Linked DNA regions of Zea mays: all the other regions are linked to region 1. The links are chromatin contacts, called in public Hi-C maps. All regions are on one chromosome and are shown on one strand. Each heading gives the region's core, a stretch centred on a gene start, on an enhancer-like site or on the middle of the called end of the contact. The rest is flanking DNA. Distances are from core to core; before and after follow the strand shown.

Evidence for each region. Hi-C and Micro-C count contacts between places; a contact is called where the count stands out from the background.
Region 2: a contact with region 1 is called in a Hi-C map of ear, with 2.6 times the contacts expected there. The contact joins the promoter of LOC541717 here to the promoter of LOC100304415 in region 1. A contact is called at or near these places in 4 of 25 Hi-C or Micro-C datasets (ear, leaf and tassel).
Region 3: a contact with region 1 is called in a Hi-C map of leaf, with 10 times the contacts expected there. The contact joins the promoter of LOC100382028 here to the promoter of LOC100304415 in region 1. A contact is called at or near these places in 10 of 25 Hi-C or Micro-C datasets (bundle sheath, ear, endosperm and 3 more) and 1 of 3 datasets of contacts at active chromatin or transcription factors (seedling).

Annotation. Positions count from the first base shown.
Region 1 is chr1:39,331,145-39,334,581 of Zm-B73-REFERENCE-NAM-5.0, forward strand. It overlaps LOC100304415 (splicing factor PWI domain-containing protein), which reads right to left and starts at 1,715. Exons shown (of 12, transcript NM_001349016.1): 1 at 1,571-1,715; 2 at 1,376-1,465; 3 at 1,093-1,215; 4 at 1-12. The coding sequence starts at 1,591.
Region 2 is chr1:39,610,940-39,614,886 of Zm-B73-REFERENCE-NAM-5.0, forward strand. It overlaps LOC541717 (sigma-like factor2B), which reads left to right and starts at 2,635. Exons shown (of 6, transcript NM_001111454.2): 1 at 2,635-2,885; 2 at 3,003-3,536; 3 at 3,646-3,876; 4 at 3,947. The coding sequence starts at 2,697.
Region 3 is chr1:39,667,766-39,671,742 of Zm-B73-REFERENCE-NAM-5.0, forward strand. It overlaps LOC100382028, which reads left to right and starts at 1,977. Exons shown (of 7, transcript NM_001174793.1): 1 at 1,977-3,392; 2 at 3,734-3,955. The coding sequence starts at 2,103.

The DNA.
Region 1 (3,437 bases), core at 465-2,964:
TCCATCGGCTTCCTACCATTAACAAACCAAAAACATAAACACACCTCATAGTCATAAGCTATCATCTTTGATAAAGACAATTAATGTTTAAAATCAGAAAAAACAATCCAGCTATCTGCACTTTGACTTAAGCTATCATCTTTGATAAAGACAATTAATGTTTAAAATCAGAAAAAACAATCCAGCTATCTGCACTTTGACTTCAGCTAACATCAACAAAAATCCAATTCTACAGCTGAGCACTATTGGATTTCCAGATCAGTCAAGAAATACAACCTCTGAAGTCTGAACATAAAGATAGATTTGTCATCAGGCACAAGCAACTGTTCCAAGACACAGCATGGGGCATTGTGTGGCTACAAGACAACTAAGGGCCTGTTTGGCAACAATGTTTTTCAAAACCATGGTTTTACAATACTATACTTTGCAATTGTCATGACAATACCACAGTTTTGACAGCTCTAAAAATACCATGGTTTTGAGAAACGTTGTTTGGATACAACATTGTAAACCATATTAGGCAAAAGCTAGCCATACCATGAAAACTTTGGGTTGGAGTGGAGTTTCCGATACTCCAAAAATACCATGGTATCTAGAAGACCATGGTTTTGAAAACATACTTTTCAAGAATGCAACCAAACACCTCATGACATAAAATACTACGGTATTGCCCAAAACCATGGTATTGGATAGAAAGTTAGAAACTGTAAAAATACTTTACGCCCATACAGGCCCTAAGTTTTTGTTGGAACTTTGTGAAACTAGAAATTCAACAATATTATCTTCGCATGATTAGTACGAATCTCAGGTTTGATTTAACTCCTGAACTAAACCATAATACCACGCAGTGTTTCAGTTCTAATTTTCTGAGCTAGACCACAAGATGACTGATATGTAGTTTCTGAGTAGACTGAATCCACCCTATCCTGACAGCCCTATGTCCACCAGGTTTCTAACTGCTTTTTGAAGAACCAAATTCAATCAAATTTGATACCTGCCGAGCAACATGCATGCACAATTCAATAAGAACAGTATATACAAACAACATTGCTGCACTTGAATAACCGTCTCTCCAGTACAAATAGAAACCACCTTCTCCTCGAGGAGGCCATAAATGAAGTTGATGAGAACTTCGTCCTCGAACCCAAGGAGCTCAGTGACCCGCTTAGCAATCCAGGGCTTCATCACGTCCATCTTTACCTTTGACGTATCCACCTACCACACCAAGCACAAAATCACCGAATCAGAGGAAGCCCTTGCAGACATCAGCTATATATCACTAAAGTATTGTGTGCATTACTATATATCACTAAAGTATTTTGCGCATTACAGCCTAATTGAGAAACGAAGAGTATGAGTGAAAGAACGAACTGACCAGATGGTCAAGCTCGGGCGCGAACTTTTGCGTCTTGAGCAGCTTGGCTTGCTTATTCGAGAAGCGCGTGTCCTGGTCAGCGGACGTCCCCTGCGAGAAAAAAAAACGTCAATCAACGAATAACAGATCTGGCGAGAGCAACGGCGACCAGACAAGCGCGCGCTAGGTAGATCGGGCAACAAGCTCGGGAGTTACCCGGAAGAAGCCGCCCGACATCTTGGTTGACGCCGATGCCGCCGCCGCCGAGGGAGGGGACGGGGGTTGAGTGGACAGTGGAGGGGGGGCGCGGGTGACTAGGGTTCCAAGGCGCCCGCGCCGCGAATGCGGGTTGGGAGGGTAGGCGACGAGACGAGGTGGGGTGATACAGGGGCCAGCACGAGACTACGTGAGGACGTGGGGGTCTATTAGGCAGGCTTCCTCTACGTGGGCCAAGGCCTGGGCTTTTCCAGTTCCTAGCCCGTTTGCCGTTTGGGCAGTTTGCGAGCGTTGTGTCGTTGAACTTGTGTTTCATTGGACTTCACCCTCCCCTAACGTTCGTGTACGAATCCCTACTATTATTAAGAGACCAAAGTGGGTGTTGGCGCGGCCAATGCCCTCACCTCGCCTCCGCATCAGAGTCTGCCATGTGGTCCCGCCTCGGCTTTCCCTTTGCGCAACCACGCCCCATCGTCCTATCGTCCTATTCATCCACCGACCCCGCGCGCCCACGCAACCGCGCTCAGTGCCCCCTGGGACCGCTCGCCCCGCGTCCCACCAGACGCTCCAGCCGTGAACGCCCCGTTAGCCGCGACCACCGCCCTACTCCCTCTCTGCATGTGTATGCCTCCGCCTCTCTATACGTCGGAGCAACAAACCACCCCTGACGCCCCCACCCTCGACTGGAGCCCGCCCCCGTCGTAACCCCCGACCGTGATCAGTGGCGGACCTAGAATTTTTACATAGGATGTGCCACAACAAATTTTTCATGTAGATTTCTATCTAATATACATATAATTTCATAGTAAATTTGGTAAACAACTTGATATATAGATATAAAGTTTGACACTCAACAAATAAACATGAAAATTGCATACATTAAACATAAAGATTGCAATAATACTACTTATCTAGTCTGCGCTTCCTCAACACCATAGAAGTTTCAATTATATCTTCTTCATTCACTTCAAAGAAAATATCCCTCTCGATGTATGTAACAAGACAATCATCCAAAAGTTTATCACACATCTTGTTTCTCAATTTAGTCTTCACCAAACTCATTGCAGAAAATACTCTTTCAACACTTGTTGTCGCCACCGGCAAAAGCAATACCAATTTGAGAAGCAAATAAACCATATCAAACACCTTATGTCTCTTTGTTTCAATAAGCTTAACTGAGAGGTCCACAAGAGTAGTTATGTCTTTGAATCTATCATCTTCTCTTATGCCATCAATACAATTGTCAAGTTGCAAGTCAAGTTTTAACAAGTCAGTGCTTGACATGTCATCAGGATAGAAATCAGCTAGCTTTCGTACCTTGTGTGCATCAAAAGAAGCAAAAGAGTTGGAAGGATCTAAGGCTGACATACAAGAAAGCAGCTCCATATTAGCCTCACTAAACCGACTATCAAGCTCTAGGCTAATTTGAACAATGACCCCAATATATACTTCTCTTTTGAAGTGGTCATCATTGGTTTGCTTATGAACAAATCGTGATGATCTTCCATAAGGCTTATAATTTCCATCCATAGTAGGAACTAGGATATCATGTTTGTTGCAAAATGAAGTGATTCTTTGAAGGAATTGATCCCAACCATCAAGCCTTAATTGTTGCATTCTTCTCTTTGCCACATTAACAAGTGAAATTGCATTAATAATATCTTACTCCCTTCTTTGCAAACACACTGATAAATCATTTGTATATCCAAGAATAACAAACATTAAGTGTGCATCAAAAACAAAGTTAAATGACTCAAATGCTCCAAGCATAGAATGTATCCTTGTCCAATCACTTCTAATTGTAGTATCCTCTCCAAGAATCATGAGAACATCTTGGATTACAGGATACATAGTAATTATGTTGCAT
Region 2 (3,947 bases), core at 1,385-3,884, 280 kb after region 1:
AGAATTAAATTATGAAAAATACATGAGCTGTTGGAATCATTAATTAAAAAAATGCTTTATTATATAATTATGAAACTAACAAAATCATTTCTAATTTATTTAGGTTCCAATATACATGTTATTAATAAAAACTGTAACAAGGATCAAAACATAATTAAAGGTAGATTAGGTGGGGTAGCTAATAAATTTATATTTTTGTGCACGGATAACACTATGAATAACTATCTCTTATTTGTCGTTAAAATATGAAATCTTTACTTTAATTTCTTATTTAGAAAAACTACGCATAGACCAATTATAACAATCACTAATCAAATTTAAATTACAAACACACGTAGATTCTTGCAGATTGATTTCATGTTTTAGCACAATTTATGAAATTTACAAAACAGTGTTTATTTGAGTATCAAATAAATATTTTAAAATAGAAAAACTGTCGCAAGGTCTATACGCGATTAAACATATACTTAAAGTGATAGCTTGTGATTTTCTTTTTTTACCTTCTTATAGGTTCGGCTCGAGCAAAGCAGACTGGTTGTAGGCTTCAGTCAAAACTTCGACAAAGGCGAGGTCGCTGCATGAGAGATGGACGGCGAAATATCGGCGTGGAGCTCCATGTGAGCAGCAAGGGGAAGAAGGAAGCTTTGGGCCGTGTTGCAGAGTAGAGAAGGTCGCCGGCGAGGATGCGACGCAGCGCAACAGTAGAGCAGAGCACGCTGCAGAGACGACGACGCGATGGCGTCGAACCACCGGTAAGTGTGAGCACCACGTGAGGCACCGGTGGCGAGGACAACAACGCGGACGGTGGTGTGGCAGCAGGCAGCGAAGGCGCGTTGCGACTTGCGAGCAGACTAGACGGCGCAGCAGCAAACAAGTGCCAGAGGAGAGAAGAGCGAGTGAGCAGGGCGAGGGAGAAGGGCTCAGCGTGTCGGCTTTAAGGCCGTGGGAGGTGAGGAAATAAAGCAGCGGAATTGATTGACATTGGTGCGCTACGAAATGCCAGAGAAACGTACTGCTATTATTGGTGACGACTGTTATGGCGGAGGATACGAAATAGTCGCGACAGTTACTGGTGGCGCGTGAGAGAGAGGAGGAATGAAGGCAGGAAACTTGTCTCTACGCGGTCGCGAGGTGTTTTATAGGCTCAGAGGGCAAACAGCACCGGGGAAGGGGAGATGAAGGGCATCGAACTCCATTAATGGTCGGAACCACCATCAATGGCGTGGTCTGTGGGGAGGAGTGAAAAATGACAGATAAGTGGGGGAAGGTGAAGGGGGAGAGGCGAGCTGGGGTTGCAGTGATGTTCCACGGGCACGGGGCAGCTCGACGCGGAGGAGGGCCGGCGGCGGTCAGCAATTCCACGATGTTTCCCACGGGAAGAAGAAAGTGAGATGAAAAGGTGAGAGAGAAAATGACGTGTGGGACCCATATGCAAGGGAGAGTAGGAGATGTGGGGAAAGGGGACGTGTGGGCTTCAAAGGCTGAGCCAAAAAGGCTAGGCAATCGTCGGCCATTTTCCTTTTGTTTTATTTTTTGATTTTTTTTAATTAAGACGGTATACACATATAACTATATATTTAAATATTAAAAATATTATAATAAATTCACACATAATTTGTTTTACAAATAAAGTACCTAAGTTAAAAATACATAATTTTAAGGCAAATTCCATTAAATAAAATGTGCTTCACCAAAATCAATAAAAGTGATATTCTTGCAAATACAAAATGATTAACCATATTAAAATACATGTTTTCCTAAATATATCTATCTTTAACAATTCAACATTATTTTATAAAATGAGATTTTTCTCACAAAACTATATCCAAAAATTGGATTTGTAAATCAAATCAAACAAAATATATGCCTCGATATGAATGCATCAAACACTTGGTAATATTTTATTTATTCAAACTTGTTTAATTTATTTCTATCACCAATTTTATTAATTGAAAACATAAGTATTTCTCTTATATATTGGTAGTTAATAATTCAAACTAAGTTGTTTTCATTTGATGGATTTAGGGTGTTACATAGGCATTGGCCGAACCACAGTAAAAATTGTTGTATTACTTGTCCATTTACTTTTTGCGATTACTGTCTTTTTTAAGTTCTTTGCTTTCTTACAATATTGCTTCTAAGTTTAATACTTATCTTAAAGGAGCAATCAAAAGAAGAGTTCTCGCTCCATCTGTCGTCTCATCCTAACTTGGTTCTGACTAACACTTATTACAAACTAAATTTGTGTTGTTTACAGTTAATTTTTGCAGAATCATCTATTCGCCAATAGTATTGGCGCTGACCGCGTGGCCATCTCATCGGTACAGACGACATCTAGTCTCCAGTGCAATTGACGCTAGATGTGTGATGACATCGACCTTTGAAACACGAAAGAACATATTTGTGAATAAAAACCCAAAAAAACCAAATTGCAGAGAGAGAGACGGAGGAAGGATCAAACACCACCCCCTCCGTGGCCGCTTCCTATTCCGCGCGATCTCATCCCACCCTCTCTTATCCACTTCCTCCTCCCGCCCGCGACGCCCGCCTCTCTCCGCGCCCATGCTCGTCCACGCGTTCACTTCCACCGCCACGCCGCAAAGAAGAGAGCTAACTCCTGAGCTAGGAATGCTCGTTTGGCCGCGACCCCTGCGACGCGCATTTGTTGAGAGGCGGCCTACTACGAACTACCGTCGATGGCGTTCCTCGCGCCTCCGCAGTTCAAGTGGCCCCTTTCCACCCGTGCGGCGGCGGTGTTCAGGGAGCCCACCGGCGGCGCAGGCTCCCGCCCCAGTCGGATAAACTGTTCTTTCTCCTCCACGGCAGTCGTCGATGCAGAGTGCTTATCCGTCGGGCCGCCGCCTTCTCCTCACCGAACGCTTCCGGTAACGTCTGTCTCCACCCCATCCGCCTCAGCTCTGTGGCTGCAAATCTCAGTACGGGTTGGAGAGGACCGGCAAATTTTTGTAAACTGTTCGTCTCCCTTCGATTGCCTCAACCAGGGCTGTTTCGGTGAGGCACTTCTTAACAAGGAGGCAGTGGTGGCGGCCGCGGCCGCGGAAGCCGTCGCTCTGGCTCGCGCAGCGGCCGAGGTCGCCGGAGAAGTCGCCCGGATGGCGCAGAATGATCACCCGGCTGCCTTACCGCCGCGCGATGACACGGTGGATAGCTTCCTGTCAAGAGAGGTCCTCCGCTCCGAGGTGGGGCTGGATGCCAGGCGCGCCGGGCTCGTCGAAATGCTGGAGGGCGAAGAGCACAGCAGCATTTTCAGCGACGAATCCGAGGATGACGATGATGGCGGGCATAGCATAGCCGTAACGGTGAAGTCGGCGCGGCGGTCCGAGAGAAGGGCTCGGAGAGTGAGGGCAGCGATGAAGACGGCCAAGTGTTCCAGCAGCATGAAGCCCGTTGGAGCGTCCTCCACAAGGAGGAAACGGTTGAAGGGTTGCCTGACTCCTCTCGGGTGCTTGTACAAGATGACCGGCCCGAGGCTTCTGACGGCGGAACAAGAAGTCGAATTCTCAGAAGGCATTCAGGTAAATTAAGCTTAATTACTTGTGATCTCTTAACACGCGAGAGCTTAAAAGCTACCATCACGTACGTAAGAGCTTAAACACGCATGGCACGCACGATGAACGTACGCAGGACCTTCTGAAACTGGAAGCCATCCAAAAGGAGGTTGCGCAGTATAATGCTGGTGAACCAACGTTTTCCCAGTGGGCGGCAGCAGCCGGGACCGATGAGAACACTCTGCGGAGACGCCTGAATCATGGAGTCTACTGCAAGAACAGGATGGTGAAATCTAACGTGCGGCTTGTAATCTCGATTGCAAAAGAACACGAAGGCCCCGGGATGGAGTTCTCTGATCTTATTCAGGTGCCGTACATGCGCTCTTCCTGAAACAAGATCGTTGCACATTCTCATTTCGTTGTGTTTCATGTGGCAGG
Region 3 (3,977 bases), core at 727-3,226, 340 kb after region 1:
ATTCAGGGGCGCCGATCTGCCAAGCAGGGATGGCGGCGGTGGTACTTGCCCTGGATATGAGTTCATCGACATACCATATAATGGTTGGGTCTGCAAATCCCCATTTGTTGCCGATGTATTAGACATAGATATCCTGTTACTAGTCTCATATGATGGAAAACTAGGAGCAACAGACTTCTCCAACGTATGCGTTAATTTTCTAATTGACTCTTCTAACCCTTCAATCTGTTGTTTCATTTGATTCTGCTGATGATCTACATACTGTTTAATAAATTGGATGTCGTCGGGTTTACTTACGTTGGGGACTTGAAGCGAAGATAGAAGAGATGCGACGTCGGTCTCTCCATGTTTGACAACTTTCTGGTGGCGATCCACCGTGTATTGTGATAAGAATTTCTCCCTCGCTTGACGCATGTAGTCCTCGTATTGCTGTTGCTCATCGGCCGTCAGACTTTCAACAGTCGGCTTCAGGATATTGTCCGGGGAGATATCGGTGTGATCTTTAGAACCGGCCATTTGAGGGCCTGATTTTTAGTAGATCTAAATACCTTCCCCAGCGGAGTCGCCAAAAGTATGTTGGTGCCTTTTTGGGGGCGCCAATCACTCAATACGAACCGTGACGGTGCTCTCTGCACAGGCGCGGACGGTTCGCGGCCAGGGGCCGGACGGTCCGCGACCTGGAACAGAGGCTTGGGTTCCCTGCCTGACGGCCGGACGGTCCGCGCCCTGGGGCCGGACGGTCCGCGCCCTGGGGCCGGACGGTCCGCGCGTGCGCAGGGGTGGCGAAGGTCACCGGCGGCGCCTGGATCTCGCTCCCGGGAGGGACCCCGTCGGGGAGGAGAGATCCTAGGGGTTGTCTAGGCTCGGGCCGGCCGACCTAGACTCCTCTAATCGGCGTAGAGCCGAAGAGAAGCGGAGAATTTGGGAATTGGAATACTAAACTAGAGCTAGACTAGAGCTACTTCTAATGCATAAGGTAAAAACGAGAAATAGACTTGAGTTAATAGATTGTTGGGGGTTCAATCGGCCATAGCCCTTCATCTATATAAAGGGGAGGTCTGGATCCGCTTCAAACTGATTTCCGAGTTAATCCCGCGTTTTTAGGTAATAAATCCCGTGAGAAACTAGGAACCCTAACTGATTCTGCGCACGCGCGGACCGTCCGCGCCGCCACCGCGGACCGTCCGGCCTCAGAGCCGGACCGTCCGTGCGTCACTTTTTGGTTTCCAACACATCCAAGTCTGCTTGTTTTATCCTCTGCACGCATGATTAGAAGAGTAGGCCTTCAAAACTATCGTCTACATATGTGGCACTTGTTCAGGTGTATTGTGCTTAGGTTTTTGAGGAGCATTGTCGTGATTGCTCACTGATCGGATGAGAAGATTGCCTTCTTCCTCTTCTTTCTAATAGATAATTGATCTTCTTCTTGGTTGATGCACGAGGGACACTTTCACTCTCTACATCGACTATGGACCACTACTTCGAGCTGCACATGATGTAATTTTATCTATAAATTTGTTAAACTCGGTATGTTTTTTGTGATGATCAATATTTTATATGTATATGTTTGCTAAATTTGTAAGTAGTAATATTTCACACGTGCATATATATATGACGTCATCACTACATTATCGTATTTAAATTAAATTAAATATAAAATATTCATACTCCCGAAATTTTCTTTCAAGTCACGGAATAAGCAATGAGCAAGTTTTTGCAGTTGATTCTGCTAGTTTGCGAACCCTATTTTTTAAGGGATTTTTATTTTTCTAAGAAAAAACAGTTTATTTTACTTAGAAAATTAGATTTTTTTAAAAAAAATTGAATTCCTAAACTAAGCCCAAAAATGAATAGAAAAGGAAAAAAAAAGCCCGTCAAGCGACAGGGCTCGTTTCGGAAGTAAACACGCCATCACGGCCCGCCGTGCGAGTTAGCCACGCCGCTGCGCCCACGGACTGCAGCAGCTAAACCCTCAACAGAAAGCTCGAAATCTGGGGTGCGAAGGATAGGAGAGAGGAGACCCCTCCCCCTCCCCCTGCCCCTCCTCGTCCTCGGACCTTCCCCCCTCGTCGACACCTACCCTCACCGCATCCGCGGTCGCAATGGCGCTAGCCTCCCAAGGCATCACCCTGCGTTCCCCGCCAGCGGGGTCCGGGGGCCACAGCGGGAGGCGGTCCTCTTCCGTGCCCGCCGCCGCGGCCCCGCGCGGCTGGGGGCAGCCCCACGCGGGGCAAGCCTTATCCATCTCGCCCGCCAGGTACGAACCAGCCGCTCGTCCACCATGGCGAGGCTCCCTCGCTGCCGCCATACGTGCCGCTGCCTCGGCCGGTGCGCACCACGGCAGCGACCCGGTCCCTGCCGAGCCCAGAATCGAGCTCCCCGCGATATTTACCGTCTTCTCCGAGGCCGCTAAGACCGGCGCTGCCTTCTTCATCGCCTCGTCGAGCGCGGCCTTCCTCCTCGGCTCGTTTGGGGGGTTCGGAGGCGGCGCTGGGGGTCTCTTCGGCGGCGGTGGTGGAGGGGGTGGATGGGGCGCGGGGGGTGGTGGTGCCGGTGGCGGAGGGGGTGGAGACTTCTGGTCCTGGCTGTTCTCCGCCGGTGCGGCGAACGCGGACGACAAGTCATCGGGGGATTGGGACGCGCACGGGCTCCCCGTCAACATGACGGTGCCGCTCACGAAGCTGAGCGGGCTGAAGAGGTACAAGCTGTCTGAGCTCAAGTTCTTTGACCGGGCAGCTGCCGGCGGTGGCGCCTACACGGGGCCAGAGGATTCCTTCTTCGAAATGGTCACACTGCAGCCTGGTGGCGTGTACACCAAGTCGCAGCTGTTGAAGGAGCTTGAAACACTCGTTTCCTGTGGCATGTTCGAGCGGGTTGATCTGGAGGTGAAGCCCAAGCCAGATAACACAATTGGGCTCACAGTCTCCTTTGTGGAGAGTGTGTGGAGTGCTGCAAAGCAGTTCAAGTGCATCAATGTGGGGCTTATGTCACAGTCAGGGCAGGTTGACTTCGACCAGGACATGACAGAGAGGGAGAAAATGGATTACCTCCGCAAGCAGGAACGCGATTACCAGCAGCGTGTAAGGGGTGCCAAGCCCTGCATCTTGCCAGAAAATGTACGTGGAGAGGTGCTGGGAATGATGAAGAAGCAGGAGAAGGTGAGCGCCAGGATGCTGCAGAAGATCAGGGACCATGTCCAGAAATGGTACCACAACGAGGGTTTCGTATGCGCACAGGTTGTTAACTTTGGAAACCTTAACACCAATGAGGTTGTCTGTGAGGTGGTTGAGGGTGACATCACCAAGGTGGAGTACCAGTTCCAGGATAAGCTTGGAAATATTGTTGAGGGAAATACCCAGCTTCAGATCATAGACCGTGAGCTGCCCCAACAGGTATACCAATTAAAACCACTAACTAAACATATTACATTGATTATCATATGGTAATGCTTGCGACATTCTGTATTCACTAATATAACTCAGTGATGAGTTGCACACTAGGATACATGGATTATAACAATTGAAATATCATATAGCATGCAAATGTACTTGCACTCAGTGTAGCCGTTACTTGTGATTCTTCTGGTCTTGTGCTCTCTATGATGTTGTTTGACGTGTAACACAAATATTTGCTCTCAATATATTTTACTAAATTGTCATTGTCCTGACATGAATTTTTCCCAACATTTTTGTGACTTCAGTTTTTAATCTGTGACACTACTAATCTTCTACAGCTTCGACCTGGCCACATCTTTAACATTGGAGCAGGGAAACAGGCTCTGAAGAATATAAATTCACTTGCTTTGTTTTCAAATATAGAAGTTAATCCACGTCCTGATGAGACAAAGGAAGGGGGCATAGTAGTTGAAATTAAGCTTAAGGAACTGGAACCCAAGTCAGCTGAAGTAAGCACAGAATGGAGTATTGTACCTGGGCGTGAAGGCCGGCCAACTTTGGTAATGTACCTATTTATTTGGA